Linked DNA regions of Mus musculus: all the other regions are linked to region 2. A link is a contact called in public Hi-C data. All regions are on one chromosome and are shown on one strand. The core of a region is the stretch at or near the end of the contact, and the rest is flanking DNA. Distances in the headings are between cores, read along the strand shown.

What was found. Hi-C and Micro-C count contacts between places; a contact is called where the count stands out from the background.
Region 1: a contact with region 2 is called in a Hi-C map of uterus, with 2.4 times the contacts expected there. The contact joins the promoter of Gas7 here to the enhancer-like site in region 2. A contact is called at or near these places in 7 of 39 promoter capture datasets (the 3T3-L1 cell line, the SN4741 cell line, cranial neural crest and 3 more), 7 of 484 Hi-C or Micro-C datasets (3T3-L1-derived adipocytes, cerebral cortex, cortical neurons and 3 more) and 1 of 9 other capture datasets (adipose tissue).
Region 3: a Hi-C map of uterus shows a contact between it and region 2, with 2.8 times the contacts expected there. The contact joins two enhancer-like sites. A contact is called at or near these places in 8 of 484 Hi-C or Micro-C datasets (the STO cell line, bone marrow-derived macrophages, embryonic fibroblasts and 3 more) and 1 of 115 datasets of contacts at active chromatin or transcription factors (bone marrow-derived dendritic cells).

The regions. Positions count from the first base shown.
Region 1 is chr11:67,584,196-67,588,966 of GRCm38.p6, forward strand. Gas7 (growth arrest specific 7) reads left to right here and starts at 2,305. Exons shown (of 14, transcript NM_001109657.3): 1 at 2,305-2,620. The coding sequence starts at 2,618.
Region 2 is chr11:67,377,649-67,382,496 of GRCm38.p6, forward strand. No RefSeq gene overlaps it. Among named protein-coding and RNA genes, the nearest start is that of Gm40029, 30 kb to the left of the region's middle. Within about 2 kb of position 2,608, at least 54 of the 459 cell types and tissues checked have an H3K27ac peak or open chromatin away from gene starts, as enhancers often do. A contact at or near this core is called in the SN4741 cell line, trophoblast stem cells and uterus, where this site is marked.
Region 3 is chr11:67,514,382-67,519,102 of GRCm38.p6, forward strand. It overlaps a transcript of Gas7 not described here. Among named protein-coding and RNA genes, the nearest start is that of Gas7, 70 kb to the right of the region's middle. Within about 2 kb of position 1,295, at least 80 of the 459 cell types and tissues checked have an H3K27ac peak or open chromatin away from gene starts, as enhancers often do. A contact at or near this core is called in uterus, where this site is marked.

The DNA of each region.
Region 1 (4,771 bases), core at 1,055-3,554, 210 kb after region 2:
AAAATCTCCCACTGTCACCATGCTTAAGAGTAGGGTCTAGTGACATTAAAGGCATTTATGCTGTATGCAGTCACCATCACCATCCATCTGCCAATCTTTTCATCTTACAGAATTAAAACTGGACCACCAGGTAACTTTCCATTCTTCAGTCTCCTTCTTGTCTCCAAGTTTGGCTGATCTAAGAACATCATCTAAGAAGACTCACATAGAATGTATCCATCTTGATGAGTTTAATTCAATTAGCATAGTGTAAAATAAACATAATGTTGGAGCATATGGCAGAATGTGCCTTCCTTGTTAAAGACAGAATAATACTCCATTGTATTTATTATTGTTACATAACTTGTGTATGTGTGTGTTCAAGTTTGTGTGTGTGTGTGGGGGGGTGCATGTGTGCATGTGTGTAGACCAGAGGCCAATGATAAGTGTCTACTTCAATTGTTTTCTACCTTACATTTTTTGAGATATGGGCTCTTATACCTAGAGCTCTCTGATTGGCTAGACTGACTAACCAGCAGGCTTTGGGGTTCTGCCTGCCTCTGCCTCATGCCCCCATCCCGCTAGTACTAAGGTTACAGACATACGTGACCATGCCTGGCTTTTCGTATGAGTGCTGGGAACCCAAACTCAGGTCCACATGATCGCACAACAGGTACACTGACCACTAAACCATCTCCCCAGGACCTAAACAACATTTTGTTGTTGTTTATACATTTATCCATTAAGGGACACTTGGATTATTTTTGTCACGAATAAGAATGTATAAATATCTCTTCAAAACATTGCTTTCAACTCTTTGGGGTGTGTATCCAGAACCCAAGTGATGCAGGTGATAACTCCTGTAGTTTTGGTTTGCATTTCCCTAATATTTCCATGATGTTGAGCATCTTTTTGTCTCCTTACAGGCCATGTTATAACTTTGGAAGGATGACCTGTGCTGATTTTTCACTCGGCTTATTTGCTTTTTGTTATCAAATGTAGACTTTGTCTTGTGCTCGGGGACAGCTGCCTGTCTCCCACACTTTGAGCCACTGTGAGAATAAAAACACGGCAGCAGCTCTTACCGAGTGTGCGCAGTGTCCTCACTGCACCAAGTGCTGTTTTATTTTTCCCTTCGCATCCATTTAGAAAGATACTCAAGTGTCTCTACTTAACCTCTGGGAAAAACCTGAAGCCTGCCTGCCTTGTCTGAGACCTCAGAGCAGTGTAACAGCAGCACCACTGAGACCCTGGACTGACTCCATTGCTGGGTGGTAACCTGATTTACATAATCCTATATAAAGAACCAGTCAGGGACTGCAGCCTCTTGGTAGAATGCTCATCTAGCATACAGAAGGCCCTGAGTTCGAGTCCTAGCACACACACAAAAAGCAATCAGTTGCTAAAATCCCAGAGTTTGTAACAGAAAGTAAACAGAAATATACAATCTGAGTGCTAAAACTTTAATGGCTCCAGAAGGCCTCTGTTTGTTTATTTGTCTATCTGTGTGTACATCTGTATGTGCACATATGTGTGTGTGTGCATGTGTGAACACAGCCATCTGTGTGTCATGGCATGCCTATCTCAGCTGCGAATCTTTGCCTTTCACCTCCTTTGAGATGATATCTCTTGTTTGTCCTTCCACACCTCAGGCTACCTGGCCCACGAGCTTCCAGGAGCTTCCAGATTTCCTGCCTATCTTCTGTCTTACCTAAAACCTCTGTGGTTATGGACATATTCTACTGTGGATATCTGGTTTTCTTGTGTTCTGGGGATCTGAATTTAGGTTCTCATGCTAGCTCAACAAACATTCTCCCCACAGAACTGACTCCCCAGCTTCCAGAAAGCTTTTAAACAGGACATCAGATTCACTGGGGATCCAGGCCCCTACCTAACCTATATAACTGGTAGTAGATACAGCATTGCTCTTGGGTCCAGCCCTGTCTTTACTTACAGCCTTTGGTGATAGATAGTGAGCATAGATTGAAAGCCAAGGCCAGAGATTAGTTTCACACAATCGTTCTTTCTGGAAATTCTCCACTCTTTTCATACTGGCTTTTATCAGACCTTGGATTCACACAGCTGGAGCCAGGCCCAAGCCAGAGCCCTGACTTAGGTTTGGGAAGAAGTTGGCTGAAACTTCTCCCAGCAGGGATAAGGCAGGCCCAGGGAGTCCTGTCTAAAATGCAGTAGACAAAGGTGCCCTTGTTCATAGGCCTTGGGGTGGGAGTCATCTGGTCAGTGACACAGGCTTGGCTATTGTATGCTCTGACCTAAGCCAATTTTTTTTTAGGCTGAGAAAGGGGGTGGGAGGGGAAGTCCTCTAGAAATTGTATCTGGAAAGGCCTGCATGGGCTGTTGATTTCCCAACAGGCACGGGAGCAGATTTGGGAGGAACTGTGCAATGTAGTGGGTTCTTTGTGAAAGAACAGAGATGTCAGTGATGAGAAAAGCCACAGGAACATCCCCCAGGGTGCTCAGCGCACTGGCCCCGGGGCAGCTGCTTGCTTCAGCCACACTTTCCTCAGAAGGTGCCATGCAGAACAAGTTGCCTGGAGCCCAGTCCTGAGCCTGGGGCTTCAGACCAGCCCTGGCATCTCTTCCATAGCAACTGCCCTTAAGGACCAGCTGAGCACTCATGGTAAGAACCACTCCTGCAGAAGTATGCTTGACCTACCCTCTCTGTCTGTTGTGAAAATGCCTTTCATAGTGCAGAGAGGAGATTCTGAAGACCCTGTGAGATTGGATAGTACTTGGTGAGTCTGGAAGTTCTGTGGACCCTGTGCCAAGAGGGCATATGTGCCCAAGACAAGAGCAGAAAGAGGAGGTATGGGCAGAGAGTAAACGATGGGTGGGGGTGGGGTGGGGTGAGGAGTTGTGTGGAAAGATGGGAGAGGAGTGTTTGGAGTGGGAAGGCTCACCTGAGACAGGTAGTTAAAGGCATGTGATGGAGAAGAGAGCCACTGTGGACTTATTTATACCTTTGTACCATTCTTCTTTTTCTATATATATTATATATTATATTTTTCTAAATATAAAGCATGGCTTCTTCCTGCCCATCTGGCATCTCCCCCATGCCCCAGATTTACCGGGAAAGTTCTGAGGTGCAAGATCTAGGGAAGAACAGTGAATCTCTGCATTAGGGGAAGGTAAAGGGAGCCTTTGGGTGTCTCCGCTCCCCAGATGGTAGTTAGGCAGCAGTGACATCTAACTCGGTTTCCAGATTGGCACATGCCTCCTCTCAGTTTGTCAGTGGAAGCTTTTCTGAGATAGTGGGGATAGAAAACCTTGTTTTGCTGACCTCTGAGCCTGGATGGTCGCCTTTCCTATGATCTGCCCTTTAGCCTAGGCTTTGTATGGCATCCCCCTTCCCACTGCTAAGGTTCTCTGTGGCTGTGAGGTCCAGTTCACAAGGCAAGGCTACTCAGATCCTTCATGGAATCTTCCTCCACCTTGCTAGGCCACCAAGCACCCCTGATTTGAACATTCCTTCCCAGAAGCTTGAACTGGGACCAGGAGAAGACAATAATGCTTGCTACCCAAGAGTATCCTCTAACTGGGACCCTTGACCTCCCAAGAATATGTATACGGAAGTTTTGTAATAATAAACCGGTGTCTGAATGGTCCAGGGGGGCTTAGACCCACAGATGTAGTGCTGGGCCAAGACTGGGATTCTACATTTTTAGTTATCTCCCAAAGGACACGTGTGATGCTGGTTCAGAGGACCACCCTTGGAGAGTTACTGCTGGAAGGACCACAGGCTAGACCATCATGTTATAACCAAGTGAGGAATGCTCAAGATTGGACTACGGCAAGCTATGGAGATGCTGCTGGGCCTGATCAGCCCTGAGGAGGAAGGGAGGATCCGCAGAGAACATGCACACTCGTATCCTGAGAGCAAGGAAGGGTTCAAGGCCAGCTTGTAGCAATGTGGGACACGTGGAGGTGCAGGTCCATTGCTGGGGTGTGCCTAAGTTGAAATGGACTGTGTGTCTAGGGTATAGTGGTGAAGTGGATATACTTATTACTTAGGTGACAGGCTCTACTGGAACCCGCCTGGTGTGTGACTCTGGCTTCTAGTGACACATTGACAGGAACAGAGACAGAAGCCCGGGATACCAGCTGGGAAAACAGGTTTCAGGACAGACAGCTCTGGGTCCTTGAAAGTGGCTTTCACAGTGAAGGGTCTATTAAGACAAAACTCAGTGTAGTGACAGATGCAATCCTAAGAGGCTGGGCACTGGCAGCGTTTACGAAGAGGACCAGGCTTCTGAGTCACATGTCTGTACATGAATATGACTCCCCTCCCTTCTCTACATAAATGGCACATCCTTAAAACAGATATACTAGCATTTAGAATCATTGAGCATTCGATGATATCTGTTCAAAATAAGCCCTCACAGGCCATCTGGTCCAACTTCCACATTTGAGAGATGAAGAAATCAAGGCCCTCCTGACAGGGATGAGACGGGTTGCTTAAGATCTCAAAACAAGGCTGCTACAGCTTCAAACATGGCCCCTGGGAGCACAGCCCACATTCTGTGTGCCTCTTGCTTGTTGCTATGGTCTGGTGGTGTGTCCTCTATGGCAAGGTCTTGGTAGTTATCGTCTGCCTGGTTCTTATGTCTCTCTATCGGTGGATCCAAAAGCTTTGCCAAGTGGGGTTGGTAGGATCACACCTTTACTGACTCTGGAAACTGCCTGTCAGCTTTCATCTTTCTGCAGGCTACTGTTTCAGAACCAATTAGGGGAGTCAGGCATCTTTGAACAAAACGGCTGTAAGCACGAGCAG
Region 2 (4,848 bases), core at 1,358-3,857:
AGATGATGCCTTGGTCCTGCAGGGGAAGCCCCTGACTTCTAGCAAGGATGAGTAGAAAGCAAACAGCAGTTCCAAAGGTAAGTTCTCTTTAACTTTTCTCAGACCCAAGAGAAAAAGATTAGCTAGCTGTTGACTCTGCAGGGCTATACCATTGCTATCCCTCCCCACCCTGTTCAGAGCACCCAGGAGGTTGACAATGATGTGCTCCACTGTAGTTTGGCTTTGGTTGGGTCCTGACAGCAGGGAGGCAGGATTGGAGAGCAGAGGGAAAGAGGAGATTGCGTCCAATTTATCCCCAGCATTCTTTGTTACAGCCAAAGCACTCATCGCCTATCAGGTGTCCCAGTCTTCTCTTGTCTCCAAGTTCTGGTAGGTTCTTCTCACTTCCTGAGAGCACCGATACATTAATGGCAACCTGAACTTGTCAAATAAAGCCCTGCTGGGCCTGTGGTGTCCTACGTTTGGGCTACACCTTTGTATAAAGTCTCTTCCTCAAACATTCTCCCTAGTGCACTAACTTAGATGTGCTATTTGCTTCCTATGGAAAATGGCTAATGCAAGATCTTTCCTATTCTACACATGTACATTATGGGCCGATAGATTTTTTGATTGAGGTGCCTGAGCCAGGAAGAGTTCTTGCTGCTTCCCAGATATCAGTATACCACAGTCCTATGCAGGCAGGTAACAATGCATTCTGTTTCCTTACATATTTCATCCTGTCCTCAATCCTTACTAAAAACTGTCAAACCTACAAAGAGGCCATTCGTCCCATCAGAGTGATGTCAGTGGTGAGCGAGAACCAGTTTGCAGCGCCAATTATAAAATGCAAGGATTCTGTGAGCCAGCCATTGAACTCAGGCATTAGTAAAAATCTCAGGTCATAGAAACTTAGAGTTAAATGACTTGCATTAAAACAAAAGCAAGATATTCAAGGCCAACCCTTCTTAATGACCTATGACGTTTTATTGCCTCAAATCTCTTGAGATTATCTACCATCATGAAATCTGTGTGGTGGAAAAACTATCTAATGATGTGCTTTTTCATCTCCCCACTTGGTCACGTGACATCGCTTCCCTGAAATTAATTGGCCATGGTGAGAATATCACACCATGAAAGTTGGCAAACACTACAAAGTACAGGTAGAGGCTTGTAAGCCCATTAGCAGCATGTCGCTGACAGGAAACAATGAAATACAGGCAAAAGGAACCTACATTCCTGTCTGTGAGAGATGCTGGAATACGGAGAGCCAACCCCCAGCCTAACCCCCTAGCCTATGTCAGCTTAAGCAAGGTAGCTCATTGAAAACCTGTGAGAGGAGCGATTTCTTCTGTCTTCCTCGGGGCAAGGTTGGAGAGAGGACAGAAAGGACATGGAAGAAGGCTGCTGTGAAATCCCCTCTGTGCTGTTCTGCTCCAGGCCTGAGGACTGAGTCCGCTGTTTCAGAAGGTCAGCTCCAAATATCTAGGTGAAAAAGAAATTTACTAGCTCACCTAAACGAAATTCCAAGAGCAGTCAATCTTCAGGCTGCCTGCCTTCTCCAAAACATCATGTTCAGATGTAGGCATTCAGATGATTCATATTCTCTCTCTCTCTCTCTCTCTCTCTCTCAATCTCTCTCTCTCCCCTCTCCTTCCCCTCCCCTCTCTCCTTCCCTCTTTAAACCAACTGTATTTCTAAAATTTTTATTACATTTATGTGTGTGCACACGCCTATATGTGCACGTGTGTAGGCATTCATGTGCCATAGTGAACCTTTGGGAATTACGGGAACACTTCTGGCAGTCAGTTCTCTCTTCCATTATGTGGGTTCTGGGGATTAAACTCAGGTCGTCAGTCTTTTAGGCAGTGCCTCTGAGACCTGCTGAGCCACCTCCCAAGCCCTAAGTCAAGTGCACCGCCGAAAATAAATAAATAAAAGCTGCGACCAAATGGTTCCAAAATGAATGAACTTATAACTGACATTTTAAAATCCGATGGTTGCATACAGGCACTTGCAGGAAAGGGGAAAACAAAAACAACAGAACTGCTTTGCTTCAGTTGCTGCTGAACATGGTCCCACGTTCATGGGCAGGAGGTGGTTGGAGGATGCGGAGTCTGGCTGGTCAGGTCTGGGTCACAGGTCCTGGAAGTGTGAGTGTCATCAGCTCCTCCCAAGCTCCATAAACTGAGAGTGAGGAGGGTGGTTCCTAGCCTCCCACTGGGTCAGGTTCCTATTTCCAAAGAAACAGCAGGACAAAAGCAGCAGATGTTCCTTTTGTGGCTGGAGACCATGCTGAATGAATGAATCTGCGCTTCTTAAAGTTGGACCGACTCTGCCTTTCCTATGGGTCACTGGAAGGGCAAAGTGACACAGTGTCTGTAACCTCACAAATGCCAGCGGCCACTTCCCTTTCTTTCCCACTCACCCTCATTAGTCTCTTTCCCGGGGAATGACAGTGCCACTCCATAAGACTCTGACAATGTGGGACATGTCTCTCTCCTTGCTCACTGTTGAATCAGCCAGCGCTCAGGGCCAGCAGACAACTCTCATCTTTCACAGCTTGTACTAGACTCCGGCCTCTCCTAACATCTCATCATTTCTTCCTCAGCTGATGTCTCCAGTTGAGCTCAGTGCCGCTGGCTGCCGACAGCAGGAGGGAGAGACTCTTGCTCAGAGTCAGTGTCCCATAGTCAGGAACTTCCTGTCCCATGAGTCAGGAAGGACAGATGTGGGTGGGGCTAGACAAAACATCTGGACCCACAAAAAAATCAGGACATGGCTTCCATCTGAACCCAGGGCCACCCACAGCCAGCTGCTGGCTTGGGCAGGAGGATTGCTCTTTCTGGAGATATGTCAGCCAACTCATTTGATTAACAATGAATTAACTGAGGTCCTGTGTCCTGCCAGGAGCTATTCTTGGTACTGGGAAACAAACGGTTAAGTAAACAAGACCAATTAGTGCCTTCCTCTCAAAGACATAACCTGCCTCAGTTTCTTCCATCCTCACACTGCGTCCTGTAGAAACCCTTGCTCCGTTAGATTCATGCATTTCTCACCACAAAATTGCCAACTGTGTCAAGAGCCGACAGGCTTACCACCTTGTATCCAGCATAAAGGGGGCTGTGCACATACAGGAGAGACCAGATAGGATGGGTGTACATAACAGCATTGTTATAATTAAATAGCTAAAACTTAAGATGCTCGGTAACAAAGGTCTGCCTGAGTCTGATATGGTAATAAGCATAATAGTTACAGCCACAGAGTTAACTGGGTGCATATTACATCCTCAGTGCGCTTTCAAGAGCTTTCCGTGGATCATCTCATTGCTCACTATAGCCTGGCACTGGAGGCTCTTACTTTATCCTTATTTGACAGATGTGGCACAGACTGTTTAAAAGAATCTGTCAATATCAAAGTTTCTCTCTCTCTCTCTCTCTCTCTCTCTCTCTCTCTCTCTCTCTCTCTCTCTCTGTGTGTGTGTGTGTGTGTGTGTGTGTGTGTGTGTGTGTATGTTTGCGCATGCATGCCTGGGTTTGCAGCCACCATGCTGCCCTAGGATTGTGCATATTTTAAAGGGCAAACGCACAAGTGACATCAATATGACCACGTGAATGCTTATACTCACAGGTACTAAACAAAGAGTCCATGTTAATATGTACATGCTAGTCTTCATCATGTGAGAACATAGGGCTTTGTCAGGAAAGCCCACGGTGTGGAGAGTAAGATGGGGTTTCTACTGTACATGAATTTTTATTCCTTTGCAGGGTGTGAATAGCTTTTGTAAGTTAGCTGCCTGAGGGGTTCTGTCCTCAGGCCTCAGCAAATGACTCTCTAATTTGATAGAAGAACCTATTTATGACTCAATCCCTCAGCCCACTGTCAGGAGGCACGTCCACATAACCTCTGGAAACAAGGCTTTGGATCAAGGCCACCTTTGGGGGAGAACTGGCCATAGGAAGTGCTGGGGGGCTAAGAAGAGGTTAGGTGTCATTGAGACCGTCACAAAGAGCAACAAGGTCATAACAGCTATTTCATCGTGATCTTCTGCAAAGGAAGGTACCCTCTCACTGTTCGATTCTGTCCCCCAGTCCCTGAGTTCTACAGGGTGTCTAAGGGTGAATAAACACAGGGAAGCTCAGATTGGCAGTGTCAATAATGGGGAGTCTGGATGAGGTGAATCAGGATGGAACCTTCAAGAAGGTAGAGGGAACAAGAAAGCCCTGCATGGCAGATGCACAAGTTATGCAGTAGATATTACTGTCCAGCCCTGTGGTGGTTCCCTTTTTCTACCCTTTGGGGTTCCAAAGATCAGTAATATGGAAATATCCACATCCCACCCACAGCTGGAGCCACCCCAGGAAGTGTGAAAGGAAATGCCTGCCGTGCCAGAGAGAGGTGGGGAAGGAAGCTGGGAGAAGGGAGGCTGTCAGCTTGGGGGTGGGGATGGATGGTATCCATACAGGCCCACCCGAACTCGAGTCAAGGATATGAAGACGGTTTCATCAAGAGCAGTTGAGGGAACCTGTTTTGACTGGCCTCAAGGTGAAGCCTGGGAAATGGGAAGTGATAAGAGACTCACATCTTTGACATAGATGTTCATGAAGACAGAAAGCATTGCACATTGCTCTAGTCTAGAGTCTTGCTATTCTAAAGTGTGGTCCATAGTCCAGCATCAATATCTGTGGGTTCTTAGAAGTGAAGAATCGCAGGCCCCTTCCCAAATGTAGTGAATTCCGGGGCACCAAATCCCCAGGTGGTTTGTGGACATATTAAACAGTCACAGATCCAGAACACTTCTATTTAAGTTATGGTCTTGGACCATGCTCCATCTCTGAACTGTTCAGTAATGGTCTTCAACAAGACACAAAT
Region 3 (4,721 bases), core at 45-2,544, 140 kb after region 2:
TGAAACTTTTCTTTTCCCTTTTGTCCTTTAGAGCATAAAGGTTATTAAGTTAGGTGAAAGTTGATTGGCTTTGTTCCATTCTACTTCTGTTGTCCTGAGAAACTATTGCTTAATCCTGGTCATAAAGACTTTTGCCTGCATTTTCTTCTAGGGCATGCAGGCACGTGTGCCTGCTTGTGAGTGTGTGTGTGTGTGTGTGTGTGTGTGTGCGCGCGCGCGCTTGCGTGCCTGCCTGCCTCTCAGTCTGCCTGTCTGTCTGCCTGTCTGTCTGTGTACATCTGAATGCTATTGCCTGCAGAAACCAGTAGAGGGCATTGGGTCCTCCGGGGCTGGACTTAGAGAGCAGCAAGTGCTGCTAACATTTGGGCCATTTTTCTAGCCCCTTTAGAGAATTTTATAGTTTTAGCTCTGCCACTTAGGGTTTTGAGCCTAATGGTGTGAGGAATGGGTCTAGCTCCATTGTTTTGCATGCAGATACCTATTGTCCCAGCATCCTTTGCTGGTGACACTATCCTTTCCCTAATGAATGGTCTCTGCTTTAAAGCTAACACTTCCGTGCCTGTGTATTTTTAAATCAAAGGATGACAGATAAAGCTGCTGACCTGCAGGGAGGAATCAATCAAGCATCATTTCCGTTTACAATATCACTCTGCTTGGGATTTTTAGAAAAAGGCCTTCACATTTTTTTATTAACCCTGCATGCAGGCAAAGAACAAGTGTTGTAAATTAAATATAAGCAGGGAGACACCATGTTTTGCTTTCTGGCTCAGTGAAGGGGAAGGGGGAGGCCTTTGGCTTCAGCTGGCTCTGGAATTCCATGGGGTGTGGGATGAAAAATCAAAGCTGAGATAATCAAGTCTGGGTGCTCTGGCCCTGGGACGGGACATGCAAGGAATTGTGTGTCCCCTGGCTACCTCTTCCCTGTCCTCCTACCCCCTTGACTCAGGACTTCCCACAGCAGGAGGTCAGCACAGGAACATCCCAGCAGAGCAAGCAGTGGCCTCTGGACTCTGGGCAAGGACTTGATTTAGGAAGGGATTAGGGAACTGTTTCCTCCACCACAGAATGGAGTCCTGAAGCATCTTGGCCTGTGCCTCCCACGTGTGGGCTGGGTGTGGAGCAGCCCCGGGGACTGTTGGTGTGGGCTGTGAGGCTGCACCAACCGCCTTGGCTTCTTCTATGACTCAGCCTGGTCCAAGACTGGGTCAAGGACCTGAGTCCCAGACCTGGCCAGGTTCCCTGGAAACTGGACCTGAATCTTTCACTGGTCCAGTTCAGAGTCCACCCAACTGACCCAGAGAGCAGAAGATTTAGTTAAGCCCCAGATGTTTACATGTCTGACTCAGTGTTTGCCTGTACTCTGCAGAGAACTTATGTGGCCCAAGAGGTGGTCATGGAATTTGCTCAGATCTCTGTGAGGGTTCTACTGTTGAATCAGCATCTGCAGGGAGGAGCTGAAGGGGTGGGAGGGGGGAAGGGGGAAGAGGTTAAGAGGTAACAGCGTGTTACACACAGCCTGCTGGGAACTGGCCCAGGCTTGAGAATTCAAGGGCTAGACCTCCTTCAGTTTGCTTCTTGGAAGGAAACCTAGTACCTCTGCTTTCTCATCGTTACCCTAGAATCCAGAGAAAACCCACACTAACCCTTATTAACCTGGTTCAAGTTCATGTCAACAAGATCAAAGTTCTCAAAGGGCATTCGTGCATTTCCACCCTGTGCCCAGAGTGTGTCCCTTGGGGAGTGCACACCTAGAATCCTTCAGGGTTGCTGGGTGGGATTTGAATGCTGACATCCATCAGGGCAGAGAAAAACTGAGCCTTCTGTGGAATCGCTCAGCCTGTGAGACCAGTCCAAAAAGCACATGGTTCTGATACTGGCCAGCATAGCTGCAGCCATGCCTGCTTGTCTATGTTGGACTCAGGTTCATGCAGCAGGCTGTATGTAAGAGAGAGGCACAGTAGTGCCTGGAAATCAAGGGACTCCAAGACAAGTTGGTGGGCATTTGAAGAGGGGCTGATGGGGTTACCGGTGAGTCTCCTTTAGGGTTCCCCAAATCACTCTCTTATTATCTTTATCGTTTAGAGCAAAGCTGATGCTGACCACCCCAGAAAGTTAAATCATCTTGAGTGGGTTAAAGGGGCAAGTGCCAGGGCCTAGCAGGCACCTAAGACCCCAGGAACTGGGTATCATTCCAAACAGTGCTAGACAGTTTTCAAAAACGTGTGCCAGACTGGAATCTTGAAATTTCCCAGTTTTGAAATGTAGCCAGTCAGTTCAAATCAACACACTTGCTCCAGAGGGCTGCATCTGTCCAGCCTTTAGGTTTTAGTCTTAATAGATTAAAAATTAAATCCTAAGCACATAAAAAATTAGTGGAAAATCTATTACGTAATCTGCACTCACTCCTGGGGTTATAGGTTCCAATTTCCTAGCACTGTCTCCCTGCAACTATACAGGATTCTCCAAGTGAGGAAATAGACTATAGAAGGTCATATAGCTCAAGTACCAGAGCTGGGATTTGAACTCATAACCTATTGTGTGGCTGTCCTGCTATTTGTGGAAACTAGAATCATAGCCTGTTAGTTTTACGGTATATTCCTTTTCTCATCACATTGGGATTGGCTCAACTCCCAAACAGGGCAGTTGCTTCCCTGAATTTTGGAGATTTCTCAGCAACATGAGATATTCAGTGTGTATGTGTGTGTGTGTGTGTGTGTGTGTGTGTGTGTGTGTGTACCCAACACTTGTGCACATGTGAGTACTCTCCCTCACATACTCCTCCAGTCATGCAATATTCAAGTGTGTCCACTCTGAGATCTCCAAGGAGTTCCTGAAGAAGGGAGCCGTTGGAGGAAAGACTCGCCCTACCACACAATCTGCAGAGTGGCTTCTCCTCTTCCTCCCAAAAGGCCCTTTAACTCTTGCTTTTTCCTGAGACCCTGGGTCTTTCCATGATGGCTATGAGATGTTTAAGCAATTGGAACAGCACCGCCATCCAGACCCTGCATATTCAGAGGCTGCTCTGAGATGAGAGGAGAGGTTGGCCCTGATGGGCGCTGCACCCACCACAGACTGAGCTCATCCAGTACGACCCTATCTGGTTGTCTCTAGTTCTGTGGGTTCCTGAGCCTGTGACAGGACTGGGCGTGTGAGGGCTGAGAGTGAAGGAAAGTGTTAATAAACAAAACAGGGTGGAGGGGCTGCTGAGAGATTTACTAGCTAAATATTTTCCGGATGTTTTCACAGTTCTTTAAGGCTAATCCAGGGGGAGGCCATGGGACTTAGTCAAACGCCTTCATGGGCTCCCCGCTCAGTTGGCCTCCTTACTCCCTGTCCTCATTCCCAGTACCGCCCAGGCCTCCCCACTCCTCCACTGCCTCGCAGTTCACCTCCCCCCTTTTCAGTCTTCTGCTTTCTCCCTCTCTTAATATACACACCACTGTGCAACATGCTTTTCAACTTAACATTCATTTTAAATGTTTATTTTTAAAAGATTTGCTTATTTTTTGCCTAGACATTTATCTGTACCTTGTGTGTGCAGTACTCACAGATGCCAGAAGAGGGCGTCTGAGCCCTTGTAATGGAAGTTACAGACTACTGTGTATCCCATAGATACTGGGAACTGAACCCAGGTCTTCTGGAAAAGCAGCCAGTGCTCTTGACTGCTGAGCCATCTACCTCTCCATTTCCTTATCAATATTCTTTAAGCATATTTATATCAAACTAGGTGTGTGGTGACACACATCTGTAATCCTTAGGAGATCAAGGCAGGAAAATCATAGGTTTGAGCCAGCCTGGGCTACAGAGAGAGACTTTGTAGATGGTTAGGGCGGATGGGGAGGGGAGTATATTTCTATCAACAAATGAATTTTCAGCTGCTTCAAATGTTTACTACTTATTCATATTTCAACAAATTACTACTTAAATCCCCCTAGCAATATATACTGAGGTTGCTTCCTTTTTAAAATTCTTTTTTCCATTAAAATCAACAGAAACGACATTCTCCGTGCCGTTGTCTGTCTTTCTGCCTGAGGTTCCCGTAAGTGGATGTACCAACATTGCCCTGCTGCTCTCTAGAAAGGTCAGGCCAAGCTGTGGTCTGTTACAACGCCTGATACCTTGTTTGCTCGTCAAGACAGGCTCTTTCAGACCACAGACATTTAGTGATGCTGTTCCCACCTGTAGAAGGGACGCGATGGGAGGCAGGAGACACAGTCCCTGCCCGTGGGGACTTATGCTCATGTATGACATGCATTAGAAATCTGGGAGCCTTTGGGGAGGAGTGCAGGAAAAGGCTGTCAGGGTCCCTGGCTTCTCAGCAGCCTTCCATACTAGCTTCTGCTAGTGTGTGCTACCTACTCTTAGCATGAGCTGTGTTCCACCCTACAGGACTGAGTCTTTGGATGCACCCATGTTAGCAACAGGCAGGGCAGTGTGTAATGGATGCTGTACTGTCCCTTGGAACCCTACCCTTCTAGGTCTCATTGAGTGCCTGGGTGCAAGTTTCTGGTCCAGCCTTTCTGATTCAGGTCTGGCCGTAGGATCTGGGATTCCTGTACTGGGCTGTGGACCGTCCATTTCTCTTTCTGCCTTTAGCTTGGCCTTTTCTTGTTGGAGGCTTGTGCAAGGCCCCACCACGAGGGGCTGGTTGGAGCCGGGAGCCGCGTGGGGAGCCCTCTTGGGGCACAGTGATGGCTCTGTTTCCTCCTCCGCCTTACCAG